2 separate regions of the Gossypium hirsutum genome follow, and region 1 is linked to region 2. A link is a contact called in public Hi-C data. All regions are on one chromosome and are shown on one strand. The core of a region is the stretch at or near the end of the contact, and the rest is flanking DNA. Distances in the headings are between cores, read along the strand shown.

Region 1 (3,687 bases), core at 474-2,973, 130 kb before region 2:
TCTTTGGTTCAACTACATCATCACTCATCCAATTATTAGTATGTTATTGTTTTGCTTATCAAAATAAAAAAAAATTCAATTTTGTCACTAGCATTTGCAATCTGATTTCGATTACCTTTTGTTAGATCATTAACAAAATTGATAATGTGGCATTTTTAATTGGTATAATAATATTTTAGTCCTCAACACTTATAAAATCTATCAATTTGGTCCTAATTCTAAATAATTGAACTTAGCCCTTAACATTAACAATTTTTTTATCAATTTGGTCCTCAAACATATCTTGATCATAAACTGAAAATATAATCGTAATTATAAATATTTTAATATTAAAATATATCTTTAACAAAAATTAAAAATTAAAAATATTTTAATCAAATTTAAAAAAATATTTCACAACTAAAGAAAAATGGAATAATTATTAATGTTAGTTTTTATATATAAAAATTATTGTAGGGAGTGGAAATTTTCCTTTGAACTTTGCAATTTTTATTCATGAAAAATGTTGGGAAAGAAATATACGAGTGACGGATGAGTTATAATAATTAATAAGCAGAGAATTGAAAAATTGGAGTTGCAATTTTGTTTATTAATAAACCCAATTGGGTAAAGACTATCCAAAGGGTTAGTAAACTAGGAGGAGTCCAAATAAATTGTATACAAATGCCCAACAAAACAAAATCCAAGGCATGCAGACGAACCCAAATTCTAACCCAACTCCAATTATTGTTACAGGCTAAAAATCTCAGATCTTGGATCACTCCCCTCTGGACTTTGACTCCTCGAAGTTTAGTTACACTCGGCAGCCATCAAATTGACTACACAGTAATCTTGGTATTTGAATGGTCGACAAACCCTCCGCTTTCAACTTTCATTTTCCCAACCCTCCTTAACAAACAAAAAACCACCTCTTAGAAGCACCGCCACCCATAAAGCACACCTTTAAAGCTTCAAAAAGGACCCAAATCTTGTTTTTGTTTCTGATTCCATGAACAGAAAATCAAATCATGTATTTTTCATTAAATTTTGTGAATTTAACATGTTGATGAGGCTACCCTCGTGATGTGACATATGATTTGATGAGAGGTAAACATGTTATGTTGGCAAATTTTAATTGATAATCATAGGACTATAAGATTTTTAAATTGAAAAAGTAAGAGATCGAATTTTTAACTTTTAAAGTATGGACTAAATCTCAAATTTTGTAAAAAATATTGGAACTATTATCATATTTTAACCAAGATAAAAATACTCACTCCAAAAATCACAAATCTTGAGCTTCACAAAGAAAAACCCATCTCAGCCCTGGCCCTTTTGCTTGAACTCCATACCGGCTCCTTTTGCAGGAACTATTTCACAACTTCAACAAGCTTCAATTCTTGAAGAAGAATCTTAACTACTTTGTTAATACTTAACGAAGTCATTAGAAAATGCAGCTCATCGTTGGTTTTTTCAATTAAAGTCTCAAAAACATTAAAATTAAACTACTATGTTGATACGAATTACCAACAAAGAGGTTGTGATGGAGGAAAAGAGGACTGATTTACTTAAGCAAAACGAAGAGCTGATAGTAGGAGAGTGAGAGAAGGAGACTTTCCCTCGAGGGGAAGGTGAAGGAAGAAGGAGAAGTTGACCAAGGTGATAGTGCTGATGGAAGGATCCCACTTGTACACTCAAGTTAAAATCGTAGACCATCCTTTGTCTTATAGTGCTACACGACAGTTTGTAAGATGTCTTGCAAGGTTGTATGGGTTGGCCAGTATCAGTTTCATTGCAGGTTAGTTGCCACTATGGTATGTATTGCGTGATTCTGCCTATGTCGTAGATTATCTTGTTCTAACATTTCTATCTTTGAGGCTATACGAGACAATTAAGTTTAGATGGCCTTAACGAGAGGTGCTTCACAATGGTGATTTACAGATCATTTATAGACAAAATCATTCAAAGGTTCGCAAAAAATTACATTTATAGATAAAATCATTCAAGAGTTCGCAAAAGATCGCATCTACAGACAAAGTCATTCAAGGGTCCGCAAAAGATCGCTTACAGACTGTTAGAGGACTTGTCACATATTTCGCTCTACAAAAGTATAATAAACTACATAATCAGAAATTAAAAAAAAAATAAAGAGCTGTTTTATATTATTATGAGATAAATTTATTAATTCTTATTAATTAGTGGGGTTTATCACTATTAGCCTGATATTGATAACCAATATAAGATCTATTTCTCTTTTGTACAGCACTTGAAAAATATAAATTGAAAAATAATTAAATTTTATTTAAAAAGTACAAAATCCTCTCACAATTACAACTAATGAAAGAAAGATGGGTATCCCAAAGTACTTCTTAGTTTTTATGAATTAAAGACATTGTTGTCGTTAACTCATTATTCTAAAGGATTGTATTTTTCTAATTTTGATTAATATGTAAATTTTTTTTTTGAACTGACATCAAACACAAAATTACATATTAATCATCATCAAATAGATTCTTTAAAGTTCACAAATAGATTTTCTAAATTTCCCAAATATAATTAATAAAAATTCCAATACCATTTCCCAATGGAAATGTGTTTGAGGACCAAACTGATAAAAGTTGTAAATTTAGAGGATCACTTTTGTTTAATTATTTAGAATTAGAATAAAATTAATAGAATTTATAAGTATTGAAGACTAAATGTATTATTATACAAATTCCAAAAAATTAAGTTATCATTTTTACTAACCATTTAACGGGAAATGACTAAAATTGAACCAATTATAAACATTAATGACCAAATAGAATATTTTTATAGTTTATTGATCAAAACATAATATTAAGAGGAATACTAATTCTATATGAATTTGAGCAAAGGTAATTAAATTAATGGTTGAGTAGTAGAATCAATTTTGTTTTTATTAAAATAAAAAGAGTTTAATTTTTAAAAGGATTAATAGATACGGGTGTAACTAAACTTGATAATTTAAACTTACTTTGTACTTAAATTGTTTTGGATCTAATTGGTATCCAAAGTTAACAAGCATAACCCAAAGTGATACATTTTTAGGTACTTAAATGACGCCATTAGTTTTTATCAGTTCGACTAATAATTGTGCACCACATGTCCAATTTTATTAAATCATTTAAAATACTCATTATATTTTTAAGAATTTAAATAAAATAATTTTAAAATAAATAATTTTGACTTTCCCATTTTAACAATGATGAGACGCTCGGGGAATTAGAAATTTTTTTAAAAAAAATCATATAATTAATTAAATTTTTTATCAAAAAAACCATTCCTTCACCCATTTACAGGAGGACAGATGATGGGTAAGGTTACAGAATGAAACTAGTAATAAAAGAAAGATTTTACAAAAGAGAGAAAGGAAAATTTTTGAAATGTAACTTGAAGGATAATTTTACAAAAGAGAGAAAGGAAAATTTTTGAAATGTAACTTGAAGGATAATTTGAATCAAGTTTTTATGCAAAACTTGAATTCCAAATTTGAATTCCCCTTTTAGGCTTCTTCCACCTCTTTTTATAGGAGTTATACAGAATTTTGTTTAATTAAATTTGAATCCCACACAGTTTCCTAATAAAGATGATGTCTCATCCTTGATTGATGATATTTTTGTTCGGTTGTGGTTGCTTTCACGTAGCTTCCTTTTTTGCCTTTTTTTTGGTTGATTTTTTCCACGTAAC
Region 2 (3,492 bases), core at 899-3,398:
AAGAAATTTTAGGACAATCAACGCAAAAAATACTCGCTAAAATAGTCAAGGGAATCCCACCACCGTATGCCAATAAATGCAACCAGATGATAATTCCACATTTGCAGTTATCTAATACAATTAAGGTCCATGCTTTTGTCCATGCTATTAAAGAGAACAAAATATTGTCTACCAATCAACAAGGATGAAACTTAAAACAAAGAGAGCTTCACTTCCTTTCAATACAGGTGTCAAAGTAATATTTAATAACGCTAGTTGATACTTTATCACCCCAAAAAAAACATGTATCATAACAGACAGCACCACCATCCTGCATTAAACAAGAATAACTAGTGTGCCCATAGGATTTTCCAGTTTTGATCCATTGCCATACGCTGATAAATTTTACATAATTCAATTCCTTATTTCTTGGAAAAAGTCCACCTACATGATAAATAATAAAGCATTTCAAGAATTTCAACAATTGCCCAACTTGATACTTTATTGCTTCAAAATAACATGGATCACAACTATCTGCACACCATCCCTGCATTAAACAAGAATAGCAAGTGGTCCCATACTATTTCCCAGTTTTTATCTACTTCAATATACTGATATGAACGCCATACATAGAAATTCAGTTTCTTTGTCCTTGCAAACAATCCACCTACATGATATATGATAAAGCATGATCCTAAAGTTTCTTGAATATCAACCAGAACACAATTTTAACCATATTGAACAGCAACATAAAATCAAAAACTAAAATAAGAGTTTCTCTTGAAATTAAAATAAGATAACTCCAAGTTAGAAGCTAAATAAACAAACTGAAAATACCTGCCATATGCAGATTTCCCAATCGAGAGCATTGAAGAAATCTTAGTCCGAGCCTTTCGCTCCAACCAAGGCAAAAATTCATCACTTTCTTCATCAGAAGTATTTAAGCCCTATGATTTTGATACCAACACAATTATTTAATAAAAATTAGAGGAAAAAATAAAAGGCAAAGTATCTGTTTTAATTCTTGACAATATACAACAAATGGATACATGCCATGTTGCTCAAACTCTTTTTTTCTAGAAGATCCCATCTCTGGCACTCGTGTCCAACACATGGATATGAAGATATAACCACCAAAGATCCTCCAAATACATTGAAATCCTAGAAAAATCTAACCGTACCCACGTTGGATACATACCCATTTCCAATATTCACACCTGAGTCAAAATAACATAGGACACATGACTATAATATAAGCTTCTAGTTATAGATTTTTTTCTCTAAATCCTAAACTAATATATACAACAACGATACTACGGCTACACGAGTAATTGCGTCGAGCCTAGCTCATACTCTAAGAAGCTCAAGCTCAACTAGAAATTAGAGACCCAAATCTTGGTTCAAGCGCGATTGAGTTTGACTTTTAATATTTGAGCTCCATATAAAAATCAAACTACTCCAGCTTGCTCGATTAGACTGATTTACTAAGTAAAGAATGAGCACAATTTCTACGCTAGACTTCAAGCTCAATTATTTGTTCTAAAATTCATCTTCAAGTTTGGATAAAAAATTTTCAATAATCTCGATAAGCCCGAGAGCTACTCAAGTCAAGCATTAGGATAGCCGAAATTAACCCGCTCAACATCTCGAGCTGCCCAAGCTCAACTCGATAATGACCATGCCAAATTAGAGTTTTTCTCAAGCCGAATCCGAGTATCTTGCAAACTATGAGCTTCAATGAATATTACTAACTTAATAATTTTCTATTAATTTTCCTATCTAAGGAGCAAAAATCTAAAAATTTTGCTATATTTTCTCGTCAACCGAACAGAAAAATATAAACAGAGAGAGAAAGATGAAGAACCTTAGCTTGAAATAAGGAAGAGAATTCAAATTTGATGAGCAAACGACGAGGAAAGTTGAACGGTGGAGCTACCGGAGACCGGCAAAGCTTTGAGATCCGAGAACCGCAGTGGAGCATCGTCGTGGTCAACACGTCGTGTTTTAAGGTCCGCGGGGTGCAAGGAAGCCTGGAGGCATGAATAAGGCAAGCTGAGGATTGGGAATTACTCATAGGTGCATGTGATACGCCATCGTTTGGTGTTCTGTTTGAATCCTGAGTATTCTATCGAGGGATATTTTTATGGAGAAATACGGTTTTTTCACTCAAATATGTATTTTCTGTTTTTTGAAAGGCACCACGGGGCTTTTCACATCACTAAACGAGGGGAATATGTCATAAAAGAAATATTTGGTAAAATAGGTTTTTTTTTAATTAAAGAAATAGGTCAATTTTGGAGAGAGTGTGTGAAAATGCATCCAGTTGGACACGTTTTTTGCACAGTTGACAGGAAAGCGCGCCTAGCCGGATACGCTTTACTTTCTCTCTCCTTAATCGATTTTTTTTAGGGTTTTTTAGAGCTTTTTAGGTTTAGTATTTTTAGGGTTTGGTTAATTTTAAGGCTTTAAGTTTTGGTTTTAGGATTTTTTACTATTTTGGGATTTGAGGTAGATATTGTGAAAGTTTAAAGATAGATTTAAGTTGCCGGGGATGCGATAACGCTCAGAGGCACACACATTTCATATGTCATGCAACACCCTATACCCAGCCCAGTCACTGAGCCCGAATACTAGGACATTACACCAATGCCATGCATCATTTACTTGGCAAACAGTTTCACTAGTAACCAATCGTCATCTTTATTTAATCATACATATGAATTAAAGTCGTACAACCACTTCTTATTGTTAAAACATGCCATACGTACACTAAGGGTATTAAAACTAACAATCAAACATGCAAATGGGCCAAATTGCAAAATTTCCAAAACTATTATGTAGGTATCGATACTGTTTCAGGGGTATAGATATTTTTCTTAAGTGGTATTGATACCACATGAAAAATCGATACCAAACTTGCATTTTGTTTCTCGCCAAATTTCAAAACATCGGAAAATATCAGTACCTTTCGTAAGGTACCGATAAACTTACACTGAGTATCAATACTCGGGCCGAGGTATCGATATCAATTCTCTATTTTGTCTTCTTGCACTTTCAAAAAATATAGAGGTATCGTTTTTAAAGCCCTAATATCGATACCTCTACTCTAGGTTACAAAAATTCAGCATATGCAAGCATTTAAACCATTCAACTTAATCCCTTCACATCATGTTTTATTTACCTAGTCAAATAAGCATCAAAATGTCTAAAATAGTAGCCCGAATACCATGTTCAAGTCCACATGCTTCCAAACATAAACAATAAGCAAATAGCCTAAAAATGACTTAACAAAACCGATATAAAGTCTACCACATTGCCTTAAAGTACCATATAACAAATAAACCAATTGCACCTACTATAGCAACTAAAAGAATGACTTAGATCAATTCCTAGAAAGCCACATCGCTCACACCAGAGACGCAACTACTTTGCAAAGGTTAAAATGGAGTGGGTGAGCTTAACAAACTCAATAAATGCTTAGGACAACTTCTATGCAAACAAGTCATTATGCAA

Evidence for each region. Hi-C and Micro-C count contacts between places; a contact is called where the count stands out from the background.
Region 1: a contact with region 2 is called in a Hi-C map of leaf, with 2.2 times the contacts expected there. The contact joins the enhancer-like site here to the promoter of LOC107926068 in region 2. A contact is called at or near these places in 8 of 34 Hi-C or Micro-C datasets (anther, callus, hypocotyl and 1 more).

Annotation. Positions count from the first base shown.
Region 1 is chrD04:10,941,322-10,945,008 of Gossypium_hirsutum_v2.1, reverse strand. No RefSeq gene overlaps it. Among protein-coding and RNA genes, the nearest start is that of LOC121216325, 4.2 kb to the left of the region's middle. Within about 2 kb of position 1,723, at least 7 of the 9 cell types and tissues checked have an H3K27ac peak or open chromatin away from gene starts, as enhancers often do. A contact at or near this core is called in hypocotyl and leaf, where this site is marked.
Region 2 is chrD04:10,809,402-10,812,893 of Gossypium_hirsutum_v2.1, reverse strand. It overlaps LOC107926068 (ribulose-1,5 bisphosphate carboxylase/oxygenase large subunit N-methyltransferase, chloroplastic), which reads right to left and starts at 2,148. Exons shown (of 15, transcript XM_016856854.2): 1 at 1,844-2,148; 2 at 817-926. The coding sequence starts at 2,053.